3 separate regions of the Hordeum vulgare genome follow, and all the other regions are linked to region 1. The links are chromatin contacts, called in public Hi-C maps. All regions are on one chromosome and are shown on one strand. The core of a region is the stretch at or near the end of the contact, and the rest is flanking DNA. Distances in the headings are between cores, read along the strand shown.

Region 1 (3,432 bases), core at 673-3,172:
ACAAAGAACCTCCAGAATTGGCAACTGACCTTCATCCCAGGCATCGGGACCCAATCAACAGCAGTTCCTGTAGCCTTTGAGAGGAACTCTGTCAACGTCTCTTCCGCAATTGCAAGTAGTCTAGAGAAAATGGAGGGAAGATATGTAACAAGTTCTTACATAAAAGGAAATTGGATGATCCCACCAGTTGTCAGTAACAAAAACCACTTACCCAGCTGGGTTACTTGCATCCCTTAGAGGGTTTGGAGGAGTGGTCACATTTGACTCACAACTTGTATCATTGGCCAACGAAGGCTGTAATGCAAACACAAAGGTAGCCACGGTCAGACACTTACGCAAGTCCTACCAAGCAACGTGGTCTGTGTAAAGTAAAACAACAAAGTGGAGACTCACATTCTGCAGCTGCTGCTTCATGTATGCATTCTCATGAACCAACTGGGAAACCTGCTTCTGGAGACGTTCATTCTCTTCCATGAGAAGCTTGTTCATGGCGCTCAGTTTTCTGTTCACGGCCTGAAGCCTGGAAGACTCCTTCCGCTGCTTATCACGGCACCTGCAACCACGGAGAAAAGCTAGTGACAATTATGCTTGAATGCAGAACCTGCCCAGATTGGAAAAAAAATACACATATGCTCCAACACAGAACTAGGAATTCCCACATTTGTTCGTGATCCATCCTTACTCAATTTACCCAGCCACCATTACACTCGCATGCAGCATAATGGCTACTGAGGAAACAAATTCCATCCAATCACAAAAGGCGAAGCGCGTCGGGCTGTCGACATGCTCACCTTCGATTCTGGAACCAGACCTTGATCTGCCTGGGCTCGATGTTGGACAGAATGGGGCACTCGCGGAGCAGCTGCTGCCTGCGCGTGGATGTCGGCTTGGGGCACTCGGCATACACCCGCTCCAGCGCCTCCACCTGCTCCGGCGTGTACCGCACGTACTTGCCCGAGTCCATCCCGCCCTTGTCGTAGCCGCCGCCGCCGCCGTCACTGCCGCTCCCGCTCCCGCAGCGCATCGCCGCCACCGCCGCCGCCATCGTCACCACTTCCTTTGCGTCCTAGTTTCCCTCACTCGCGGCGCGAAGCGATCCTTGAGGGCAGAACAACCTGGGAGGAGATTTTGGAGCGGTTAGAACAAATTTGACATGGGGAAACGCGGGAGGTGATTGACGAGCCATCCGCGTCCCTCCATCCCTCCTGATCCCTCCCTTAAACAACAAAGCGTGGAAAAGCACGCAAAGGAGGCGGCTTTTGGCTCAGTATCTGAAATGGGGAAAAGGGAAAGGAAGCCGCTGCAGAGGACGCAAATGCGGGCGGCGGGGCGATGCCAGAATCGCACGATTTCGTGTGAGAATCAGAAGCGGAAAAATTAGCCGCGCGGAAACATCAGCTTAATCCTCCAGCGACAGGGAGAACAAAATTAAAGGATAATCGCAGGAAAAAATGTTTTCAGGGGCGAAAAAAAAAAGATCCATCAGGAAACGCAAATGGCGACGCGGATAAGCAGCCTGGGGGAGTGCATGCGAGAATCGTCCCCCCGAGCTCCGAAACCAAGGCGTAGAGCGAAATTAGACATCAGTTACCTCCGCACACACACCGGCCGGCCGGCGCGGGGAGGGGCGCCGCCGGTGAGCCGCTCACAGCCTCCCGCGGCCCCGTGGGGCTGCGGCAGGAACCGCGTCCATGGACCGCTTCCTCTTGGACTCCACCTACTCCTCCTCCGCCGCCGCCGCCGCGACAACCAGGGCCGCTAGCTCGCACTCCGGACCCCGGATCCGACCCCTCCTGCCCTCGGTTCGCGTCCGTCCGTCCGACCTGAGGCAATCGAACGAGCGAGCACACCACAGCACGAGCGATGAAGGGAGAGGGGGAGAGAGAGAGAGAGACTGTACAGCGACACGGAGAGGTTGGCAAAAGGTAACAGCTTTAAAGGCCGGCCAGTGAGAGAGAGGGGGGGGGAGGTGGGGGGAGCGGAGCAGGAGCCCGCGGTCGCGAGAGTGGCAGTAGCTCAGCACGTAGTACTACGTCTAGTCGTATTCTACGCTGCGGGCTAGAGGACTGGAGCTACAGCTACGATGATAGGCTAGGCTAGGCTAGGCAGTGAGAGGACGTGAGAGCAAGTACAATAAGGTACAGTCAGCAGGCTGTAAGGATTAAAATACTATATTTTTGCTGAGTTGGATGAGAGAGAAGAAGAGAGAGAAGGGAAGCGGGCTCTTCGTGAAGAGCCAGCTCTAGCACGTGCTCCTAGGTGCTTTGTGAGAATGAAAGGTGGGTCATATATGATAAAAATAGTACTCTTCTATAGCTAACTATTGTACAAGCTGGCTATAAGATGGGCTATAAGACTGCTTATAGCCAGCAGTTGGCTATACTATTAACCATGCTCTGAGGAGACGGAGAAAGCTGTGGAGGAGGACGAAGGGGGTGGGTGAGCTCGGTCCATGGAGGTCGGGAATGGGGCTCGCACACAGTGGTTCGCTGTACCCCGGCCCGCGTCACTGTCGCGCTGAAAGGACACCATTATTTTCCCCGTGACATCTCGCTGACCGCGTCGACTTGGACAGTTTACACCATTATTAATACTAGTACTCTTTTATTATTATCGTGACAAATCTGGCCACGCAAGAAATTCACAAAGTCTATATTCTTTTACATCTTTGTTTTAAATGTCACACTACAACATCTGACATTATATTGTGTGATGTTCGAGAACTGAAGTGACGTTTAAGACAAAGACGTTACACAATGCACCGTTCACCAACAAAAGTATAATGCCCTTGTGTTCGAGATCAGGTGAAAAAAAAATACGGAATTCATTTTAGGAATTTTTTGCATGTTTAGATCAGATTTATGCATTTTAGCCTGTTCCCGCATGAGTAAGGTGGGCTATATCCCGTGGTTTTGGTTCTTTTGCAACTTCAACCCATTTCCATTTTATTTGGATTATGTTTGTTCCTATTGGCCAAAGGACTGTCATCCGGCCCTTCTGTGTTTATACATCTTTCCCTAATACTAAAGGACGAAGTGTTTCTGTCGTCCGTCATCGCGGTGCTTTTACAAATAAGTTCTTGTGCTTTTATGGAAATAAACATGCAGTACAACAATAAGTGAGAAGAAACAATTCAACACGCTTCGTTCGTAGGAGCGGAGGAGGAAGCTGTGCGGGCGGCCTGATCCCCAACATCCATCCCCCGGGTCGCTGTCAAATCCCGGATCGAGCGAGCCCTTGCCGTTTAGAGCCTCGCTTCACCGCACGGCACAAAAAGGGGAGCGCCGGCCGCCCAGCCGCACTACCCTCCTCCCCTCCACAGGTCGCGCAGGTTCATGGCCACCAACGAGCGAGAAGCTGCGGCGGCGGTGGCGGGGCACGTGGTGGACGACTATGACGACGGCGCGTCTGACGGCAAGATGGACGTCGACG
Region 2 (3,558 bases), core at 883-3,382, 440 kb after region 1:
ATTCTGGAAGCTAAAAAAACCAGCAAAAAACTGGCAATTAGCCTCGTAACCATCAATGTGGCCACACATATCCATTGATCTCCGTAATTCGTTAACTAAATAAAATTTACATGATCATAGTCTTTCCTTTTCAGAAACACATCATAGACTCGTATAAATGTACACACTTCTTATTAATATTAAGTCGGTGTACATTGAGATTGACGAAAGAATAGGAGTGTTGAAATCTACCAAAACGTCGTCTTTCATTAAAAAATTATCTTTTATGAAACAAATGGGATACACCACCCTCGAAACCTTCTACACACACGTTGGTTCTCAACATGCTTATAGACTTAATTCTATAAGCAACAATGCAGTAATATATTACTTGTAAGTTAGAACATCTAGAACCGGACCTTTTAAATCATTCTCAAACGTCTAGACATGTCGTCAGATCATAAAATTCGATTCAGACGGATCTCTCAAACCGACCTCAAATGTCCGGAGTGATCGGCACCTCCCATTTCCAACCTAAATATGGGGCGGATACGGGGGAGCCCGGGCGCGCCTGGGCACGCCTGCCATTTCGGCCTGACGGCTTGGTGCCATGCGGACTCGTCGGGAAACACGACAGTCCGACGGGCGTCTTAACCGTCGGCGCGACCGCGTGGTGTCGCTTCGAGGTTGGGGTTGGCTATTTAATATGGCTGATGCCCCCAACCCTAGCACATCCGCCTCCTCCCTCTCTCCTCCGCCACCCGAGCACTTCCCTTTCCGAGCCCGTGAGCCATGCCACCACGCCGGCGACATTACATGATTCAGCACCGTCTCTTCCTCCTTCAGCGGGTCCGAATCCGAACGGAAGCACGGCTACCGCTGGAATCGGAGGTGGATTTCGAGGAGGGGGAGATGGAGGAGAATCCCGAGGCGGAGCCACAGGCGCCGGAGGAGGAGGCGCCGGAGGAGGAGCCAGAGGAAGAGGCGTCGACGGTCGTTGATCTCTCACCGGAGCAACTGGCAATCCTCAACTCCATCCGCTCGGAGTCGGCTATAGGGGCCAGGCGTCGGATGGAGGAAGCAGGGGTTGCACAGGCTGTGGCTCAGGCGAATCAGGCCATCTTCGATGACGAAGAAGCTTAGTACACTAGTTAGTATGTAGCATATATTTTACATTCTTTTGTATGGATATGAGGGATGGAATATGAAAGAGTTAGATGTAGAGAGGAAAATTTAAGGCGTGATCGGTTAGTGTCCGTGGACGCGCTCGGACACGTCCGTGACGTTTGAGGGGCCGAATTTGCAAGATCACTGTAGATGCTCTTACAACAATTATATTACCTCTGTTCAAAAATAACTTACGTGGTTTTAGTAAATACTCTCTCCGTCCCAAAATTCTTGTCTTAGATTTGTCTAGATATGAATGTATCTAGTCATGTCATAGTATTTAGATACATTCATTTATAGACACATCTAAGACAAGAATTTTGGGACGAAGGGAATATAAAGTAATACCACGTCAGTTATTTTAAAATCATAGGGAGTATTATTTTTTAAAATAACAGAAGAGCTACCGAGACTTATTGACAGAACCATATCAAAAGATTTACTCCCCGTTTTTAAATATAAAACTTTTAGAGATTTCATTAAAAACTTACATACGGACAAAATAAGTGAATCTATACTTTAATGTATGTCTATATATATCGGCATGTAATTTTTTAATGAAAACTCTAAAAGGATTTATATTTAGGAATGGAGGAAGCAGTTGACAGAGGAATAGGCTGATGGCCACGTACAAAAGAGACCGAACTAGTTAATGAGATTTCATTAATGTCACATTCGGCATATCTTTGACAGAGCTTCCAAGTGATGAAATCTGGTGTGCCGGAGGAGAGGGCGATCTGGTCAATGAGGTTTGCTAGGGTAACAAGCTCAGAGATCAGTGACCAGGCATCGTGTACCGCGTGGCTATCGTGTGACCAGGCATCCTTCCAGAACGAGGTATAGCAAGACAAGGGCCAAAATGTACGCTGCAGCCCCACAAATCTGTCGGTCATGCCGAGATCTTGGCAGGTTCATACATTGTTGTGCACTTGTGCGTATGTACATTGTATCAGTATATGGACACGATGATCACCTTCAACGTCAATGCGCTTAACGCATGCATGGTCCAGGCATGACATATGATACTTGTTGGACCCCTACCGTCACCATGCATATTGCATGGTATCCCTAACAGTGAATGTGACGTGGTATTTCCTTGAATCCAAAATTATTTTCCCTAGCAATGTCCCCTGTACATTTGTGCGCTTTTTTTTTTCAAGAACCGCTAAACTATGTTGCATGTCGTTTTCATTAAGATTGGATAGAAGCATCATTTGATGGCAAAAAAAAGGATAGAAGCATCATTTGATGGCAAAAAAAAGAGGATAGAAGCATCATTTACAAGTGTGGCACCCTGATGGTTAGAAAAACAGACCACCATCCGTAAAATGTTATACTCCCTCAGTCTCAAAATTCTTGTCTTAGATTTGTTTAAATATAAATGTATCTAGTCACGTTTTAGTATTTTAATATATTCATTTTTAGACAAACCTAAGACAAGAATTTTAGGATGAAGAGAGTATTAGTTAATTTTGACAATCTAAAAATACGTGCATAAATGGACCAGTAAACCGAAGATGAAGGAGATGCTCTCCCTAGCCCTATCCTTATAAAGATAGGTTTTCTTCTTGGAATATAAGAGTTATTTTTCTTTAGAAAAGAAGATTGATCCTCGGTCTCTGCATCAGGACAATGAATACATGCATTTTATTAGTTATTTGATAAGACCTTATCAAGTAATATATTAATATGTCTGAAGCTATCATCTTGCCGACAACTATCACTACTTCTATCAAGTTGATGAAGGGATCAAATTGTGTGAGCCAACACAACATTTAAAGCCGGAGGCCCCAACCAAGTCGATTTGCTAGATCTGGGTTACGCGCCATCTAGCACACTCTCAACGAGCACTGCATGCGCACAATGCAAGGACCGTCACCATCGTCTTTCACCGATCCATCTTTAGAGCAAGTACTGATGCATCCACCTTGCCATGCTTGCTGTCGGTGCCACCACTGTGCTAGAAAACGCTATCACCCTACGTGCGTCCCTCATCACACATCCGTCGTCGAGAACCTGCAGCACCACGTCGTCGAGAATCCACGTTGCCGATGTTTGACCGGAATCGCCACTCCATCGTAGAAGGCATCCATCGATCCGTCGAGCCTATGCACACATCCAGGAATGACGACCCCCATGGGGGTAATGACACAAGAGCGCCGCCATCATCCGATTGACTGATCTAGGATTTCCCCTGGGGGCAGCGGATAGAGGTTTGGAGCTTCTGCACGATGCCTTCAAGAAGGGGATGACACAAATAAGTGTCGTCATTGCCGGTCTCGGCAATAAGCTGAGAACGAGATTTTCACCCGGATCCGCTCGACGAACCACCATCTAGCATAGTGTGCGAGGGTCACCATCGATCTGAGCTGCGCAGCGTACATGGCACATCGGCTAGATCAAATCTGACCA
Region 3 (3,621 bases), core at 999-3,498, 490 kb before region 1:
CTTAATAGTACAGTTTGCCTCAAGACTATTTTTTTAAAACTAAACTAGAAAAGAAAAGTCTTCACTACGCTTCATATTCGTCATTGCAAGATAATTGTTCATCGAACATGCATTCTGAATATATTATTGTCGCCATAATGTTTAGAAGTTATAACTCTCATGTTAAACCAAGTCTTTAGGGGTCTTTCACATGTGTATACTCACAAACACATGAGCCCCTTCACAATTTTTTGACTAATAATCCAAACCCCCTAGGACACTAGATGCACTTACAAATAATAAATATTTAATTTCAAATATGTTTATTATTTCAAACAATATCTTTATTGTTTTCACATAATGCATCACTATTTTTTATATTTTCATTCAAAAAATTAAATAATAAAATAATAATAAATGAAGGATGTGACTTGCACATTTTCCATATTCAAATTTAGAGCAATAAAACACAAGTAGTGTGTTGTGTCTATGATGTAATCCTCCTGGACCAACCAAGTTAGTAACTTTGGGACGCTGCCATTAAACCTTACGAGAAAATGAAGGCAAAGGAATATTTATCGCCTTACCACCCTCGCATTACTCATCTTGCAATAGACATTTATAAACTATTTGATGTTATCTAGTATAATAGAATATCCAACATTTATAAATATTTATCACCAAAGATTAACTTAATATTTATCATTAAAGAATAACTTAATATTCCCATCTAGCAATATATATCTATAAACCATTTAGTGTTACCTAATGAAATAAAATATCCACCATTCATCCTGTTTGTTGTGTTCCACAAGTATGTTATTGCTATCACTAAAATAATAATTATTTTGCTTCTCTAAAATAAAAATTATTAATATTTTCATATGATGAATGTAAATATTGCCCAACTCCCATATCTTAATAAAGAACAATAAAATGAGGGATTCATGGGTTTTTGTTGTCAACTTTTGAGTGCAGTCAAGCCAAGATACTAATAACTTTGTTACTCCAAAATATAAAGGCAAACAAAAAATATATTGGCTCGACATGTGGATATGCTCCTCTCAACGCTCTCTCACTCAAAGAATGTCTCAATATTTCAATCTAGCAGTAAGCTTCTTTCTTCTTTAATCCATTTATGGTTACCATGGGAAAATAAAAACATCCAACATTTAAATGCACGCATTGCTTCTCAAACATCGTTATAGTTGTCACATAATGGATCATCATTTCTTTTGTTTCCAGTTACTAAAATCAGAATAGTAAAATGATAAACCCAAATTTGCCTATCTCCCATCTCTAAAATCAATGGACTGGGTCTCTAGTGTACCTCTCCCTCAAGTCCAACAAAGCTCGAATTATAGGGCACCACCTTTAAACCTCTCCAAACAACAAAGGGAAAGAAATATATGTATTGACTAACTCGCCTCACAGTGACTCAACATTCCCATATGTCAAGAAAGATTTAAACTATTTATAGTTACCAAGGAGAAAAATAAATATTCATCATTCTAATCTGCTAGTTGTTTATGAAAAGATGTCATCACATCAACAAAATTATGCTATATTTTTTTCAATATATAAAATCAATGTAATTTTATGACAAGATAAATCAAGAACCTGAATTTGCCCTCTCCATCTTTAAATTTATAGCAAGAAAGATGACTAGCCTCATGGTTTGCACTCTCATCTTTTTGAGCGAGCTAACCTAGTAATGGGAGTGTACCGACATTAAACTTCTTCAAATTATACAAAGTAAAAAAAATTGCCGTGTGACATAAAAGTTGATATGCCGCGGGTCGACGCTCTTTTATGTGAAGAATGACATATTCCCATCAAACAATTAGTGTTCCTAAACTATAGATAGTTATCAAAGAAAAGAAAAACAACAAATATATTTCTTGCTAATTAGAAATAGTATGGACGAACAACCGTTTCCTTTTATTTTTACTTTTGATCGAAATAAGGACGTGATAAGATAATATTTTTTGAGATAATTGACACTTCCTCCCGTTCATATTAAATATTGCTGATTTAGTAGAGTATTGCAGATTTAGTTCAACTTTGTACTACTATTAATCAGCGACATTTAATAGTAGATTCGGATTTGCCCATTTTTCAGCCCTAAGTTGGGAAAAATAAAAACGCGCAGAATGTCCTGGGTCCTGCTGTCATCCTCCCGGTCCAGCAAAGCTAATAACTGCAGGGCACTAGCATTAAACCCATCCCAAAACTAAAGCCAAAGAAAAAAAAATATAAAATCGGGCTCCCCTCTCCGTTCCTAGCACTCCACACTTCTCCCCTCCTCCTCCAGCTCCAGCTCCACCTCCACCTCAGGGTAGATCTCTCGGTGCTGACATCTCCGGCCACGGCGGCCGGCATTAGAAGCGGCGGTGGGATTCAAGGGAGCGGTGGCCGGGTAGGTAGGAACGGCGGTCCGCGGCGATGTATAAGAACCAGCTTCAGGAGCTGGCGCAGCGGAGCTGCTTCAACCTGCCGGCGTACACGTGCCTGCGGGAGGGGCCGGACCACGCGCCGCGGTTCAAAGCTGCGGTCATCTTCAACGGCGAGCAATTCGAGAGTCCCGGGTTCTTCACGACGCTCCGCCAGGCGGAGCATGCTGCCGCCGAGGTCGCCCTCGCCGCGCTCGCTCGGCGCGGCCCATCTTACTCCCTAGCCGCCCGCATCCTGGTAAGACCCCTTCCCCGCCTCTCCCCCCTCCCTCCATCCGCTAGCTTCTACTAGCTGTTCCTCTTGCTCCGATTTGTTCTGGGCGTTTCTCGAGTTTAACCTTTGCTCGTTAGCAACTGTTCGTGGTTGAATTTAAGGGAGCTTCTCTAGGGAGGGATTTAGCTGATCCTTCCATACAATTATTACTGCCACCATTGTTCTCACAACTCATTCCGGAATTCGCGTGGCTGATTAGCCATGTACTAGTACTACTCCTACTAGCTTATGAGTTCCACGCAGGGAAATGCAGGGGATTACGCAGAAATCTTGCACAAATACATGGTTTACCATGGTCTTTTTAGTTCGATCAGATTAGTTGCTTAGTCGTGGCTTCGAGGGTTTGTCTCGTTTGGAACTGGGGGCTCGGGGCCGCGTCAGCGGCATGACCGAACTCGGAGTGAGCAGTCAGCATGAAAAGTTCCGCGTCAAAAATCTCAGCGTATTTTTCCCTTCCCAAAAGGAGGATCCCCGCACAAAAAGTTGCCGATGAAGTACTAGTTCAGTTACTATTTTCCAAATTCATCTACGTATATTTAGCCAAAGTAATTTGTTCCCTCACTCCTACAGTGGAGTGATTTTTGAGAAAAAATTACTGTAGATACTAGCTCCCACTCTACGTAATAATGCAGTGCTACTAATAACCGCAATTAAGTGGCTTTAACTTATTGGTACGACAAGCCGCCCATCGGCCATCGATCCCCATTTCTTTAATCCGTCGTTAAATGTGCTCTCGCGACGTAACGGCGACGGATCCCCACCAATAATTTACAATCCAGCCCTGCTCTGCTCATAGGAGTTGGCGCTCGGGACGATTTTCCACCGGATTCGTCAGACCCTCGCGAGAAAGTCTTCGTAAGCCCTGATTAACATTAACTAAACCCGGGCAGTAATAATGGCGCATTAATGGGGGCC

Evidence for each region. A called contact is a pair of places that touch in the nucleus more often than the background predicts.
Region 2: a contact with region 1 is called in a Hi-C map of leaf, with 6 times the contacts expected there. The contact joins the enhancer-like site here to the promoter of LOC123431302 in region 1. A contact is called at or near these places in 4 of 6 Hi-C or Micro-C datasets (leaf and seedling) and 1 of 1 datasets of contacts at active chromatin or transcription factors (embryo).
Region 3: a Hi-C map of leaf shows a contact between it and region 1, with 4 times the contacts expected there. The contact joins the promoter of LOC123431313 here to the promoter of LOC123431302 in region 1. A contact is called at or near these places in 5 of 6 Hi-C or Micro-C datasets (leaf, seedling and an unstated tissue) and 1 of 1 datasets of contacts at active chromatin or transcription factors (embryo).

Annotation. Positions count from the first base shown.
Region 1 is chr1H:284,605,802-284,609,233 of MorexV3_pseudomolecules_assembly, reverse strand. LOC123431302 (homeobox-leucine zipper protein HOX9) reads right to left here and starts at 1,922. Exons shown (of 19, transcript XM_045115127.1): 1 at 1,592-1,922; 2 at 792-1,115; 3 at 394-553; 4 at 212-294; 5 at 30-120. The coding sequence starts at 1,045.
Region 2 is chr1H:284,164,470-284,168,027 of MorexV3_pseudomolecules_assembly, reverse strand. No RefSeq gene overlaps it. Among protein-coding and RNA genes, the nearest start is that of LOC123431302, 440 kb to the left of the region's middle. Within about 2 kb of position 2,132, at least 3 of the 3 cell types and tissues checked have open chromatin away from gene starts, as enhancers often do. A contact at or near this core is called in leaf and seedling, where this site is marked.
Region 3 is chr1H:285,093,940-285,097,560 of MorexV3_pseudomolecules_assembly, reverse strand. LOC123431313 (double-stranded RNA-binding protein 6) reads left to right here and starts at 2,248. Exons shown (of 3, transcript XM_045115138.1): 1 at 2,248-2,670. The coding sequence starts at 2,425.